2 separate regions of the Mus musculus genome follow, and region 2 is linked to region 1. Evidence: chromatin contacts called from public Hi-C data. All regions are on one chromosome and are shown on one strand. Each heading gives the region's core, a stretch centred on a gene start, on an enhancer-like site or on the middle of the called end of the contact. The rest is flanking DNA. Distances are from core to core; before and after follow the strand shown.

Region 1 (3,932 bases), core at 660-3,159:
TGCCTTACGAGCTGGGTCCAGCTAGCCCAACAATGGTCTCCCAACTGTAAATCCAAGTATCCAGTAGTTGTTCAATCTAAGGCTGGGTGTCTCAGCTGGTCTTCAGTACATGCTAGAGTTCCTGAAGAAGCAAGTGGGTTCTGTACCAGCAACGAATGGCAAGCAAGCAAAGGGGAAAAGCCGCCTTCTTCCATGAGCTTATATAGGCTGCCATGAGAAGGTGTGGCCCAGGTTTAGGGTGTGTCTTCCCAACTCAAGTGATACAAGTTAAAGGTGGGCCTTTCTACCTCACATGACCCAGTGAGCTAAAATTCCCTTACAGGCATGCTCATAATCTTGCATTTTGTTAGTTCATTCTAAATGTAGTCAGGTTGGCAACCAAAATTAACCATCGCAGTGCCTATCAGACAACCTGTCTCTGAGCCAGCCTACAATTGAGCAAACTAGGGTGGGTGGGGAGCCCCAAAGGTACCCTGCAAGTATTCCTCAACATCAGGCGCGAGTCTTTGGTAAAGTCTGGGTCCCTGGTGGGATTTCTGGGAGGGAAGAGCACCTGCCTTCCATAGCTGTGACTTTCCACCCACTGACCATCTGTCACCTGGTGACAGACATCCCTTAGGTGGGACAGAGCAGGGAGATGCCTTTAGCCATCTGGCCTCAGAGGCCCTGACAGGCAGAGTGCTCCCTGGCACAAGGGTGCCTTGTCCTAGGGCAGTGGGTCTCAACCCCTTAGCAGGGCATCAAGCAACCAGAGAACTGAGATTTACACTACAATTTATTATAGTGACAAACTTACAGTATGAAGTAGAGACAAAAATACTTTTATGGTTGGGGGTCAGCACAGCATGAGGAAGTATATTATTAAAGAGTTGCAGCATTAGGATGGCTGAGAACCGCTGCCCTGGGGCCTAGTGTGAGTACACACAACACAGCCCACGGATCCAGGTGGCCTCCATACATCAGACAGCAGTCTGGGAAACACCACCTAGGGAAAGGGGTTAGCCTTGAAGTCCCTAAACAAATCTTGACTGGGACTAGCCACACAGTGTGGTCCCTAGCCAGGTTGCAACACAGGAAACGGGGTGCATCTGCGCATGCGGTTCCTCCCCAGCTCTGTTTCTTGGATGCTGGACAGCCTCTTCTTTTCCCTAGTTCCCCATTGGCCTCTCCAGAGTCCCCTTCTCACAGGAGGACTGCCCTCTCTGGGATCTAGATGAACCTACCTCCAGCCTCTGTATACACCCGTAGGTGGTGGGGCTCCAGTTGAGTCCCTGGCAAGCAAGCCTGTGCCTGGTTCTCCCCTCCCCTCTCACGTGCTCCCTCCCTTTCCTGCACACTGACCAGGGCTGCTTGCGCATGGGGCTGCCTTGTTTCCAGCTAGGTTGGTCCAGATGATCTTGTCATGAACTCCACACAGCATGGGCTCACAGGCCTCCTTTCAGCAACACTAACGAGCGTCTGCTTGAGCAAGGAATGGGTGTGGGCCTGGTCTCTCAGGGATACAGTTTTCTGGTGGCACTCAGCCTGGCTCCATTGACAAGCTGAAAGAAGCAACTGCCTTCAGCGGACTCCCACTTACCCCCATCCAAAAAGTGGGAGGGTGCTGGGGAGCTGTGTGAGTTTTGTAAGCACTAGTCATGCCCGGAATCAACACATGGGCACCACCGATGAAAGCACAGGACTTTGCCTACTGCATCTTGCTGTCTCTACCTCAATGGCCCTGGAACACAAACCATGAGCCAACTATCAACCCTTCCTCACAAGAGTTCCCTAGATGAAGCAGGAAGTGAAAAATTCTTAATTAAAAAAAAAGTTTTGTTTTGAAATTTACTACGTTCAATGTAACGCACATTTAGTCAGCAGGGAAGAGGAAGTACAGACTCAGGTTTACCCCAGCAGGCCCTCAGCAGCCGCGCCCAGACATACTTTCCAACATGGCGGACGGGAGGGCCTGCTGGCCTCAGGGCGGGGAAGGGCCTACACTGCTGTGCTGGCTGGAGAGGAAAAGAGACTGAACAGCCAGAAACAGCTGCCACCACAACTGTCTCCAGGGATACAGAAACGCAGTTCCTCTTGTCCTATATTTTGATCCACGGGCCACTGGCTGCTTCTCTCCCAGGTCCCTCAGGTTGTGGAGTCTGCAGAAGTTTCCACTGACACCTCACTGAGATCCACTGACACCTAACTGCGATGACCCAAAGAACTGGACTCAGGGGAAGGAACAGATGACCAGTCTTCCACCCAGCCTGAAGATGGGATTGCTTTCAAAACTGTACTTGAGGCTCTGTCCGGACGGAAAATCTACTTACCTCAGTAGGACAAGAACTGACTCTTAGTTCCTATGGTCATCCATTCTGGACCCCTCAGCCCCCACACACATACATGAAAACCCAGCCCAGTGTCTTTTGGCAACATAGTAGCCTCTCCTTTCCCTCATATACAGCCCTTTCTGAGGCTGTGATTGACAAGGCGCCAAGCCCTGACTGCCTCTTTCAGACAGGATTAAGGCAGCTTCTCCCAGACCTGCTATAGTTTAAGCAAGAGAGGCAAGAGAAATGGCCTGTCTCCAGTAGAGCCCGTGGGAGGCCTTTAAGTGATACCTGGAGCTTGTTCCAGTACCCATGCTAAACCACTGCCAATCAGCCAACCACAGACACAGGCAAGTGATCTTCAGAGGGGAACTTGCGTTGGGAAAACAGGAAGAGGATATAAATAAACAGCAATAACAATAAATCAAAACAGTTTATCAGAAACATGGGATTCTTGGTCGATTCTTTCTTATCTTTATATCAAGCATACTAAGCTTTTTAAAAGAGATTTATTTATTTATTTATTTATTTATTTATTTATTTATTTATTATAAGTAAGTATACTGTAGCTGTCTTCAGATACCCCAGAAGAGGGCATCAGATCTCATTACAGATGGTTGTGAGCCACCACGTGGTTGCTGGAATTTGAACTCAGGACCTTAGGAAGAACAGTCAGTGCTCTTAACCACTGAGCCATCTCTCCAGCCCACATACTAGGTTTTTAAAGTTGCCTGAGTAACAAACCATAATGGGAAGAGAAAGAAACATTTGCCATACCCCCTTGAGCCCCAGCCCCTTGTAGCAAATACTCTAAAATTTCATCTTGAAATTTACTTATTTATTTTTGAGCCAAGATCTCACATATCCTAGGCTGATTTCAAGGCAGCTTTGTAGTTGAAGATGACCTTAAATTCAGGCATTACCACCCTCAATTTATAGGAGTGCCCAGGAACTAACTCAGGGCCTCCTACATGCTGGGCAAGCACTCTACCCATTGAAACTGGTTACATTTCTAACCCAACTTGAAACAATTTAGGAAGCATTTGTCCACAGGACCTCATTCTGCCTTCCATCATCAACTGTAGGCTTATCAACTGGCTGAGGGTTTCTGTGGCTGGTCAGTGGTCAGGCCATAAACAGGTGGGCAGAATACTTTATTTGGAGGTTATAGAAATGGCTCAGTGGTTAAGAGCATGCATGCACCGCTCCTGCAGAGGACCTAGATTCAGTTTCTAGACTATAAAATCAGACAGCTCACAACCACCTGTAACCCTAGTTCCAGGAGACTCCAACCCCTCTGGCCTCCATGGGCACATGATCTCATGTGCACAAACTAACATTCACATACACACACGCGGGTGCACACACACACACACACACACACATATTAATTTTTTAATTAAACTATTTTAAATTAATTATTATTAAATAATTATGTAATAATTATTTAATTTAATTATTTAATTAAATTTAAAAAATACTTTGTTTGGCATCCTAGCACCAAGAGTTGTCTCCCTCCTTCCCCCATCTGTCTTTTCTCTTTGCCCATGGCAGGGATTCTGTGGGGTGGTATAAGGCTAACTGCCAGGTGAAACCAGAAGCAGCAGAGCTCACAGACTCTAC
Region 2 (4,019 bases), core at 844-3,343, 150 kb before region 1:
AGGGCAAGTGGCCATTCATGTTGCATTCTAGGGAGAATTTGGCTGTTTTCTGCACTGGAGACTCTAGTGTGTTAAAGATGTCAGGAATGGGGCTGCTGTGGAAGAGAACTAGAGCGAGCTGACTCCAGAGATAGCAGGCGGATTTCTTTGGTGGAAATGAATTCAGCAGTGCATGAGTTGGGGGTGCTGTGCGGTGGCTGCTCACTGCTTTGGGTCAGGTTTATAGTGAGTTTACAGAGCAGAGCAGAGACGTGTGACAACTGTGAACTTTGGCAAGTAAGAGTTTGAGTTTAAAGTTTGCACAGAAGTGCTGTTGGTGAAGCAGTGCCTGTAACAGAGGAGAGAAAGTACACTCCAAGTGTGACCTTAGAGTGACGGTGCCCCCAAGGTACAGTGCTCCAACCCGATCATCAATACAGGTGCTCCCTAGCTTCAGCCGTACAGGGACTCAGGCCACTGCAGCCGTGGGCAGCTAGCCTCCACCGTGGGTGTATCTTGGTGTAGTAATCCACGTAGGACTCTTCTGTGTGTGTGGATCAACAAACGTAAGGGTGGTGGAGGCTTATACCAGTGTCCCAGGCTGAGCTAGGCCATGTGTAGCAGGGTTGGAGTCCCTTCGTGAAGCTCCTCAATAGGTTATGTGTGCAGCTGTGCAGGTGACATCTAAGTGACCGGATGTGAGGAACGTGGGGGCTCCTGTGGAGGAAAGCTGAGGGTACCAAGTAGGGCTGGCCAAAGAGAGAGTAGCTCTATGTGCTGCAGGCACCTCGGCAGTTCAGCCCGTTCTGCCTCTGACCGGTGTCAGCAGGAGGCCCCGGTTATGGACATGGAGGCTTCAGGCTTTCCCCTTGCCCTGCTGTGGCCAGCCTTGCCCTGGCCAGCCTTTCCCTGCTGCCCTCCAGGTCCTCTCCTAGGAAATGGCAGTTTTCCCTCCATGCGGCTGTATGTTGGAAGTATGTTAATCTGTGTTTTGATTTAAAAGGGGTTAGAGTTATAACATTTCCTCAACCCTAAGAAGACCCTGGCCTTTCCAGCAGTGTAGGAACCCTGAGACTGAGGCCATTTGGAGTATGGACTAGACTCATTTGCATCACAGATGGCCACGTGTCTGCGTGGTCTGTGGAACAATGCTACCGCTTCAGTAGGAGCCGTCTTCCCCAGGCTCACCTGTGTGAACAGGTCATCCCCCCCCCCCCAGATAGTTGCACTGTTTGGGGGGAGGTTGTGAAAGCTTTGTGGCCTGGGGCCTAGCTGGCAGGGGTAGGCTACAGGTGCTGGGCTAGCTGTCTCCACTGTGTCTGGAGCTCTCTGAATCCCGTCCAGTAAGATTTGAACAAGCCCCTCTCCCAAGCCTCTGTTGCTACCATTGGCTCTGGGGAGCGGGGCTCTCCACCCACCACCCTGGATGGACTATATTCCTCGCATTGGGAGTCAAGCTAAGTTGCTTCCTGTCCGCATTTGCTTGGTCTCTTGGTTGAGATTAGTTACGAGAGCGTGGAACGTAAGTAATTTGGAGGAAAATAGCAAGATCCTTATCTCGTAGCGGTCACGCTGCGCCGTCACTCAGGCCAGACTGCATCTGTCCTGTGGACAGCTCTCCAGTGGAGCAGGTAGGTCTTATGCTTCGGTTTAAAATTGGGGATTTATTTAAGAGAGTCACATTGGCTTGAGTGTATGAACGGATGGATGCCTTGGCTGATCAATTCACTTTGCTCCAAAACACTGACCCGGGTCTTACATTTTCAAATAGTCTAATCCTTAAAGATGATAATTGGAACTTATTTATCTTTGATGTGTGTGTGTGAGAGTGGGGAGGGAGGGAAGGAAGGAGGGAGAGAGAGAGAGAAAGGAAAAGAGAACGAAGGAGGGAGGGAGGGAGAAAGTGGGGGACCATGAGAGCACATGTAGGCTTAGGATAGAGCAGTCTTGCTTTCTTCTTCTGTCAAGCATTACGTCAGTGTCCCCTGCCTCTCTCTGTTGCCCGGGATTGCGGTTCCCGCTTGTGTCTTTGAGCTCTGGTTTTCTGTGCTAGTGTGCTACCGGCTGCACTTGCATGTGGTGCTCTCAGTGGCTGGTTCTCTGCCTGAGGGCCCGGACGGGAAGTTGTTGCTTCCTTGTCTCCTCTAGTGGCTGGGTGCAAACAGTACCACGGATGCCTCCCTACCTCCCGGCTGAGGGAGGCAGTGCTGCGGGTGCTCAGGAGGTTTCGGGACTGGGTGGGCAGTGAACCTTCCCTTTTGATTCCTCCCTGTGATTTGGGGAAAGCGATTTAACCTCGTTCTTTCGTCTGAAGAAGAGACAATGATGGCTTCTGCTCCATAGGCTGGTGCTGACGTCTCTACCAGCCCGGTTAGTGCCATTATTGTGTTTCTATTTTGCTTCTTGTGGCTTAAGGTAGGAGGAAGTGGGAAAACCCACTGTAATTGCTTTGAGCCATCACAGACCTCTCAGAACTAGAGTTTTCCCCGTCTGCAGAAGCCATAGACACGAGAAAGTGGATTTTTGAGACCCAGCTTTTCCACATCCTCTTTGGCTCCAGCTGTTGCTTCTTGTGCATGCATTGAGATTGTGATGGGTGCTTGGCAGGCCCTAAGTCCTGCAGCCAGATGCTCCGCTGTGACTACTGATGAAGTACCTTGTTGCAGTGAGGGGGGACAGCCAGCTTTTCCTTTGTAAGTTCTTAGTTGTTCATTTAACAGGACGTGTGTGTGTGTGTGTGTGTGTGTGTGTGTGTGTGTAGCTTAGATTAATATGCTTTTCAGCTTTTAAACGTTACACACTATATTTAAGAGTAATTTTTCTCTTCAATTTGATGTACTTCCTTTCCAGAAAGTGCATGAGGTCTGCCCACTAAATTAAAGTAACCAGTTAGAAAGGCAACACAAGTCCATTTTAAAATAAACATAGTCCATCTTAGAAGAGTAACCTAAGTGTGAAGACTCAGCAGCTGTGGCTCCCGGACGCTGACTTGTGCTTGGCCTTGAGAAAGTGAGGAGCAGCCACTGTGTTTTTGTTCTCTGACTCTGACGCAGGTTTCCCTCATATTCCCTTGCCCCCATTATGCAGTTTATAACTCACCATATCATCCCCTGTGATGTAACAGTGGCAGGCATGTCCATCTTGTAGATAATATACCCAGCTTAATTATTTTATAGCACATTTATATTTTAAATTGTAAAATACTACACTTTGATGACTTGATACAAATATGAATGTGCATTTTTTTGTTTTGTTTTGTTTTTTGTTTTTTGAGACAGGGTTTCTCTGTGTAGCCCTGTCTGTCCTGGAACTCAATCTGTAGATCAGGCTGGCCTTGAACTCAGAAATCTGCCTGCCTCTGCCTCCCAAGTGCCAGGATTAAAGGCGTGCGCCACCACCTCCTGGCATGTGCACTTTTTACTATTCCGTTTTTTAGAATAGATTTCTTCTAGTTCCTATCTAGAACTGCAAAGCTCTTGAAACATGTTGCAACATTTTTTTAAATACTTATTTTCTATTTATATGAGTACACTGTAGCTGTTTCCAGACACGCCAGAAGAGGGCATCGGATCCCATTACAGATGGTTGTGAGCCACCATGTGGTTGCTGGGAATTGAACTCAGGATCTCTGGAAGAGCAGTCAGTGTTCTAACTGCTGAGCCATCTCTCCAGCCCATGTTGCTACATTTTTAGAAACTTACCTTTGTTTTTATTCATTCTGATGTGAAAGACTATGCATGGGACAGTTTAATGATAGGATCAGTCCGCTGAACTTTTAGGAGTTGGGTAGACAGTATATTAGTCTGTTTTTAATGACTGTAAGTGGAAAACATGAGACAGACCAACCCAAATTTCTGTAAGCCAAAAGTTCAAATATGGTGGCAGAAGCTCCAGGCACAGCCCCTGCTGGCTTCATCACTTTATGGCAGATAACAATGACTGGGAGCTGGGTCTTGTGTGAGCAAGAGGTCCCATTGCCAAACAGGAAGCCTGAGTGAAACTGGAGCCCCGAGAACCACCCTAATCCCTGTGGAGGGCAC

Evidence for each region. A called contact is a pair of places that touch in the nucleus more often than the background predicts.
Region 2: a contact with region 1 is called in a Hi-C map of the 63-12 cell line, with 2.2 times the contacts expected there. The contact joins two enhancer-like sites. A contact is called at or near these places in 2 of 484 Hi-C or Micro-C datasets (the 63-12 cell line and B cells), 4 of 115 datasets of contacts at active chromatin or transcription factors (bone marrow-derived macrophages, effector CD8 T cells, large pre-B cells and 1 more) and 2 of 9 other capture datasets (adipose tissue and liver).

Annotation. Positions count from the first base shown.
Region 1 is chr17:12,157,413-12,161,344 of GRCm38.p6, reverse strand. The region is part of intron 2 of Agpat4 (1-acylglycerol-3-phosphate O-acyltransferase 4 (lysophosphatidic acid acyltransferase, delta)); the gene reads right to left. Among named protein-coding and RNA genes, the nearest start is that of Agpat4, 40 kb to the right of the region's middle. Within about 2 kb of position 1,909, at least 77 of the 459 cell types and tissues checked have an H3K27ac peak or open chromatin away from gene starts, as enhancers often do. A contact at or near this core is called in the 63-12 cell line, B cells and bone marrow-derived macrophages, where this site is marked.
Region 2 is chr17:12,305,990-12,310,008 of GRCm38.p6, reverse strand. The region is part of intron 1 of Map3k4 (mitogen-activated protein kinase kinase kinase 4); the gene reads left to right. Among named protein-coding and RNA genes, the nearest start is that of Map3k4, 11 kb to the left of the region's middle. Within about 2 kb of position 2,093, at least 63 of the 459 cell types and tissues checked have an H3K27ac peak or open chromatin away from gene starts, as enhancers often do. A contact at or near this core is called in the 63-12 cell line, B cells and bone marrow-derived macrophages, where this site is marked.